2 separate regions of the Rattus norvegicus genome follow, and region 2 is linked to region 1. A link is a contact called in public Hi-C data. All regions are on one chromosome and are shown on one strand. Each heading gives the region's core, a stretch centred on a gene start, on an enhancer-like site or on the middle of the called end of the contact. The rest is flanking DNA. Distances are from core to core; before and after follow the strand shown. Region 1 holds the start of Gtf2i (general transcription factor II I). Region 2 holds the start of Gtf2ird2 (GTF2I repeat domain containing 2).

The links. A called contact is a pair of places that touch in the nucleus more often than the background predicts.
Region 2: a contact with region 1 is called in a Hi-C map of liver, with 3 times the contacts expected there. The contact joins the promoter of Gtf2ird2 here to the promoter of Gtf2i in region 1. A contact is called at or near these places in 1 of 12 Hi-C or Micro-C datasets (liver) and 1 of 1 datasets of contacts at active chromatin or transcription factors (oligodendrocytes).

The regions. Positions count from the first base shown.
Region 1 is chr12:28,035,622-28,039,185 of GRCr8, forward strand. Gtf2i (general transcription factor II I) reads left to right here and starts at 2,232. Exons shown (of 34, transcript NM_001401209.1): 1 at 2,232-2,589.
Region 2 is chr12:28,170,856-28,174,378 of GRCr8, forward strand. It overlaps Gtf2ird2 (GTF2I repeat domain containing 2), which reads right to left and starts at 2,021. Exons shown (of 16, transcript NM_001393697.1): 1 at 1,772-2,021.

The DNA of each region.
Region 1 (3,564 bases), core at 982-3,481:
ATCGTTATGAATGGTTTATCAATGTTATTGCTACTGTTATTGAATATAAGGTCTCGGGCTGGAGAGATGGCTCAGTGGTTAAGAGCACTGACTACTCTTCCAGAGGTCCTGAGTTCAAATCCCAGCAACCACATGGTGGCTCGTGACCCTCTGTAATGAGAGCTGATGCCTTCTTCTGGTGTGTCTTAAGACAGCAACAGTGTACTTATATTCAATAAATAAATAAAATCTTAAAAAAAATATAAGGTCTCATGTAGCCCTGCTTGACTTCAGATTCTCTGTCTAGCAGGGGACAATGATGAACTTGACTTCTTGCAAGTTCCCACGTGCTGGGATTACAGATATATGGTACCCTTTATGTTTTATGTAGTACATGAACCATGTATGCATGTATGCATGCATGTATGTAAGTATGTATGTATGTATGTATGTATGTAGTGCTGAAGGTAGGGGTCTGTGCATGTTGGCAAACACTCTACCAGCTAAGCTACATCCTGGCCTTGAATATTATTTTAGTATCACTGTATTACTTATTTTTAATCTTCTGTATCTATTTAAAAAACCCTTTGTAATGTTTTCTTTATTTGTTGTTTTGAGACACACAGTCTTATCATCCGACTGACATGAATTCCCTACTCAGACAGTTTGTTTTCCAGCTTGTATCTTAAGCAGGTATGCAGGACATATCAGGTGTGCATCCGGAAGACCCTCCAGAACTTTTGTCCTAAGCATATATAGGAAAAATAGTACGGACTGATTTAATTTCAGGCACGCATCTTAGAACATAGCCCCTGATGCAAAGGATGGGGACTCCTGTTTTGGGTTTATGGAAATTGGTGAAATATTCCAAAGATCAGTGAAATCCGAGTGCAAAGAGAAAGTTGTTCTTTTGACAACTTAATGAATAGCTCTGGACAGAGTCGACAAAGTTGGGTCACAATCGGATTAGGCAAGGAAACGAAGGGTGTAAATATTGTTAGGGGAAAAATCGTAAAAAAAAAAAAAAAGTAGGCGGCATCTGTAATCAGATTGCTTCCCAGGGATCCTTAAAAACTCCGTGGAGTGCAAAGAAATCCAACATGGAGATTCTAGATGAGGCTTTGTGGGTGCGGTTTCATACAAGAAAGTCGACCAGGGAACGCCAATCCTTGAACCCGAATTCAAAGGCAGGGTTTTGGAACTACATCAAAAGAGTGGCTTGCACGGAAAGTTTTCCAGCAAGCGACAAAGAGGCTGGGAGGCTGGAAAAAGCCTTGTGTCCGCCACCTACCGAGAAGCAACGTGTGTCGGGGGAGGGGGGGGAGGGCGCCCGAATATTCGGCCGACAGAGGGGGTGGGCAGGAAAAAAAAGGGAAAAAACAAACAAACACCACAAACTCACTCAATTTAGTGCTTTGCATTAACATCTAAGTTCTTCAGACACGGGCTTTTTTAGCTTTTGCATTAGCTTAGATGAACAGTTAGTCGATTCTCTCGAAAGTCGTGGATCTTATTAGTTGAGAAAAATAAATACAATGGACGGAGGGGCTTTAAATTAACTTTCTTTGTAGTTGTGGTAACAATCAGGATTTCCCCAATTTTCCTTCTAAATGTGGAGGTGTGTAAAGACTCGAGAGAGAAGAAATGGAAATCACGAGTTCCCCGCCCCCTCCCATCCGTTGCCTGTCCCAAGTTTGGGCAAGTCCACTCTGGTTGCTTCTATAGCCAGCTTTGAAAACATTGAGTTCTTTGTGTCCCGGAGCTGGGGGACTTCCCTCGGCAAAACAGGGTAAGGGCCATCCCCTGGGCTCCCCTGGCCTTTGCAATGTTCCCAACTTTGCAATTTGCAAGGGATGATGGTTAGCAAAGAGTTATTTAAGTGGAGGCTGTGGCCTGCTGGAGAAGGAAGGTGGAGAGGGCACTAAGTTTTAAGTCTCACCCCACTCCCCTCCCCCATCCGGGCGGCCGTGCAGGCCCCAGGTGCAGCCATGTTCTCGCTCCCACCACCCGCGCGCCTCCATTGACAGTCCAAGCCGGAGAGGGCCGGGCGCCGCGGCGCTTCAGCTCGGCCTAGAGGGGGGCGGTGGGGAGAGAATCTGGGTTCATCCCGCAAGGCTATCTGGGAGTTATAGTTCGGGGTACCCACTCATTGCGTAGGTGAGCGCGGGTTTAGAACTACAACTCCCGGTGGGCGGTGCTGCCTGTGCGCACGCGCAGCGGCACCTTTGAGGAACAAAAAAAAAAAAAAAAGCAAAAAAAAAAAAAGGGGGAAAAAGGAGGAGGAGGAGGAGGGTGAGAGAGAAGCTGGGAGAGCAGAGAAAAGGGGGCACCGGCGGCCCCCCCCCGCTTCCCTGCACGCGCTCGCCGCCCGCCTGCCGCGGTTACCCCTGGGCTTCGTCCCTCTGTTTCCCCCCGCGTCTGGCGACCCAGCGAGGAGCGAGGCCCCGCCGGGGGCGGCCATGCGGCGGTGACAGGAGCACGGCCGAGACGCACGAGCCCCCCTCGCCCTCTCACCTCCACCCCGTTCACCAGCTCGCCGAGGCCCCTCCGGCCTATATCCGCTTGCTGTCCGTATCTCCCCCTCCCCGACCCTCCCCGGCTGCACTTCGGGTGAGTTCCCGTAGCCTTAGATTGTCCCCTCCCCTGGAGTGTCCCCTCCGTCGTCCCCTCAGCCTCGGGGTGCCATGGCGAACAGGGGCGTCTTTATTCGACACTCTGCCCCGGTCGGGACCGTGTGCACAGACTCGGGTGTGAGAGTTGGGGTCTCGGCGCGCTGCGAGTGGCAAGGGGACAACTTCGGGGTGAGGAAGCGGACGCGCTGTGACCCCCAAAGTCCACTCCACTTGGGGGCCTTGGCAGCGGACGCGACGCGGCTTTGGGGGATGGGGCGGCTGGTGGTGGGGGGAGACGACAGTTGCACGCGCACACCCGTGGTGCGTGGGGGAGGGCTCGTGGCGTTTTGCGCGTGCGTACATTGTATACAGAAGCGTGTACGGTGGTCCGGGGGACCGGGTTCGGGGGGTGTTTGAGAGGGATGGTCTCGCGCGAGCAGCCCCCGCGCGTGAACGAGCGGACGAGTGAGCGTACCCCGGCGGGGCCGCGCAGCCCTTCTCCCTCGCTCCTGATTGGCTGAGTCGGCTGGCCGGGGGCGCGCGCGCGCGGTGCCACGGCCCCTCCTGAGCCCCGTGGGGTCGCGCTCGGGTTCGGTGTGTGTGCGTTTGTGTGTTATGTGTGTGTCTGGGGCTTGCGGAGCTTAGGGCAGCAGGCCGCACGCGATTGGCCGGCGGGCACAATGGGGGCGGGGCATCGGTGCCTGGTAACTGCGGCGGGGGCCCTGGCAGGGGGGCGGGAGCTACCAGGCTCCGAAGCCTGTGCCCGCCCTGGCGGTCAGGCGCTCCGCCCTGCTCCCAGGTGGAGCCCAGCCGTGGGCTTTGTCCGGAGCTGTTGGCTTGCAGGTCCGGTGGGGACAGGACTTTTTTGGGGGTAGGTGGGGGGGGGAGGAGGAGGAGATGGAAATAAACACAATGACCGGAAGGAAGACTTTAGCCTTGAGGCTATGAAAATAATCAGTCTGGCTCGGGCAAG
Region 2 (3,523 bases), core at 771-3,270, 140 kb after region 1:
CCTACTACCTGGCTCCATACTTTTATCCTGTAAGTGTAGAACTAGAGTTTTAAAAAGGTTACTCATTGTCAGAGTCCGGATGTGCAGGGCCGGACGTGCCTGAGGGAGAGTCAGAGACAGGACTTGCCAAACCAGCTATCAGCCCCAAGGACACTGATCATCTGTAGCCACCCCCTCCCCTTCCTTCACCCCCCTGAGTGAGATGAGCCACCCTACCTGCCTGCCGAGCTGCTAGAGAGCACGAACACCTTGCTGATGTAATTTCGCGCCGAAAGTAACTGTGCACCATTTGAATTGACCAATCATGTGTAACCGTGCGAATGCCCCTAACCTCCCCTATATAAACCCCCGAGTTTGGAAGCTCGGGGTCGATTCCTCTGTCTCCTGTGTGAGATATGTGTCAACCCGGGATCCCGCTAAGACCCGGGATCTCGTTAATAAAGCTACCTCGTGCTTTTACATCAAGAATGGCTACTCGTGGTTCCTGGGGGCACCCCATCCCACAATTGGAGCGAGAGACACGTTCCCCGTTTAGGGGTTCGCTCTTTCATAACCTTCTGAAATCTTCCAGCCCTAGTACCCCCAATGCTGGGCTGACTGACACGTTTGAGTTACTGCTCTAAGCTTGAGTTATGTTTTGTTATTTTATTTTGTTTTTGTTTGTTTTTGTTTTGTTTTGTTTTGTTTTGTTTTTTTGGTTCTTTTTTTCGGAGCTGGGGACCGAACCCAGGGCCTTGCGCTTCCAAGGTAAGCGCTCTACCACTGAGCTAAATCCCCAGCCCCTTTATTTTGTTTTTACTTTACTTTGGATGGAATCCTTTTTCTGATTTGCATTATATTTTAAAGGGTGAGTTTTCCTGTATCTCAATAAAGCTGCTATAATCTGTTTAGTCTCACTGTGTAGCCCCAGCGGGCCTGGAACTTGCTATATACTGGCTGTCCTTGAACTCAGAGGGATCCATCTAAAGGCATGTGCCACTGCTGCTGGCTCATTTCTGTTTCTTTATGCTGAGTGAACATGCTAGAATGTCTTGGGTGTAATGGGTTAAATGCATTATTGAAGTAAATTTTAATTTTTAAAATGTTACTTTAAATTTTAAAATTACTAAAAATTTTAAACTTTTTTTTCAGGTTTAATGACCATTGGGTTTTTTTTTTCTTCTTTTTTCAGGAATTTTAAACGTTTTAAAGTAAATTTTAAAAAAATTATTTTGAAAAAAAAATTATTTTGATTGTTGTACTATGTGTTACGGCCTTAGGCCACTTTGTATTCTCAAACAGACCATACACAAGCCTCCACTTTCCTTATAGACCTAAGCCCCTGGCCGCCACGAAAACCAGATGTTCCCCATAATCCTGAAGCCAACAAACAAGGAAAGACAGCGAAGATGGAGCCAGAGCACCGTTACTAGGCAACCGCGATGGCCCCGCCTCTTCCCCTAGCCAATCAAGTATTTCTATACACAGCGCAGGTACGTCAGGTGGCGTGTGACCTCAGCACGCAGGGGGAATAGTTCTTCCCGCCTCCTCACTCCCGTCACAACCAATCAAAAGAGAGCTTTTAGTGCGCGCCTTGCGTGCAAAGGTCGCCTAACGGCGCGTCTTCCCCACCCCACCCCCACTCTTCAGGGCCTGCTTTCGGTGCGCAAAATGGGGTTCGGAGCTGGCCATCGGGCGCCTGAAGGTTCCGCCACGCGCCCCGAGAGTTGTCTCTGCCCCGGGGGACTTCCGGAAGCGGAAGTTGTGAGGGAAGCGGCGGCGGAATACGCACCTGAAGGCCCTGCCGTGCGGGCCGCACCGGGGGTCTGAAGCCTGGGTTGCGCGTGCGCAGCGGCCCTTGGCAGGCGACCGGAGCACGGGGGTCGAGGGAGCGTGGGCAGAGGCGCCTCCTCTCCACCGGACTCTTTACGCTCCCTTTCCTTTTTTCGTCTTTATTAGTTTTTTTCTCTTTTAATTTTTTTTTTTTTGTCTTTGTTTGCTTCCTGGAAGGTCGGCTTCCCGCGCCTGTCCGAAGCACCCCCAATGGGGACGGCCACTTCCGGTGCGCTTCAGCACGGCTTCCGCGAGGCTGCCAGCTGGGGTGCGTGGCTTGCACGTGTCTTCACGCCTCCCCTGAATGTGCATGGCCTTTCTTGGTAGACATAGCTTTTAAAAACTTGGTTGTGCGTGGGTGTGTGCATGTGGTGGCAAGAGGACACCTCAAGTGTTACGTACGCAGGCAGTCAGTATCCATTTTTTGTTTTCGAGACAGTTTGTTTTGTAGCCTTGGCTACCCTGGGACTCGCACTGTAGACCAGGCTGGCTTCGAACTCAGATCCACTTGGCTCTGCCTCCCGAGTGTTGGGATTAAAGGCCTGTGCCACCATACCCCCTTTGGAATCTGGGCGTTGCGTTTCCTTTAAAATTTTCTTAGGCCTGTGTCAGTTATATGTTCATGTGTTTGTGTGGATGCGTATCTCAGGAGCTATTCCCAAGGCACCGTCTGCTTTAAGTATTTTGTCAGCCAGTGCACATGCAGCGCAGAAAGGCCAGAAGAGGTCATGATATCTTCTGAACCCGGAGTTATAAATGGTATGGATGCCAGAAACTGATCTTGTGTCCCTTGCAAAAGCAGAAAGTGTTCTTAACCGCTGAGCCATCTCTCCAGTCCCACTTTATAAGAGTTTCAGTTTCTTGCTTTAAAATTTACTTGAAAGGGGGTTGGAGAAGTGGCCTCAGCTGGTCGTGTGCTTTCAGAAGACCAAAGTTGGATTCCCAGCGTCTGTGTCAAGCATGGCACCGTGCTTGGTGGCTAGATTGCTGCAACGTTTCCTACTTTCTGCCTCGAATCTCTTTGCTGCCTGCCCTCAGTCCTTCACTTATCTTACCTAGTCTCAGGGTTATTAAATATCATTTCTGTGTTGGGTGGTGGTATAGGCCTTTAATCCCAGCACTCTGGAGGCAAAGGCAGGCGGATCTCTGAGTTCAAGGCCAGCATGATCTACAGAGCAAGTTCTGTGACAGCCAGGGCTACACAGAAACCCTGTCTCAAAAAAACAATAACGGGGTTGGGGATTTGGCTTAGTGGTAGAGCGCTTGCCTAGGAAGCGCAAGGTCCTGGGTTCAATCCCCAGCCCCGGAAAAAAAAAAACAAACCAAAAACCAATAACAAACCAAACGAAGCACCCAAACTGGCGATGTACTCGTGTTTGGTCTAGACCATTCCTCTGAACGTGAGATCTGCGTTGCTCTTGACATCTCCACTTGGGAGATGAAGAACCTCAGGAGGACAACATGGCCCAACTGATCCCCATTTCCTCCTGTCCTCCCTATGTCAAGGTCACAGGTCACAGGAGACAGGGTCTATCCAACTGCCTCCTGAATGCTGGGGTTAAAGACTTAGGCTACTATATCTGAGTAAATATATCCTAATTTATTAAAAATAGTCAGGTGGTGGTAGTACACTTCTTTAATCCCAGTACCAGAAAGGCAGAGGCAGGTGGATCTCTTGAGTTGGAGCCAACCTGGTCTACACAGCAAGTCC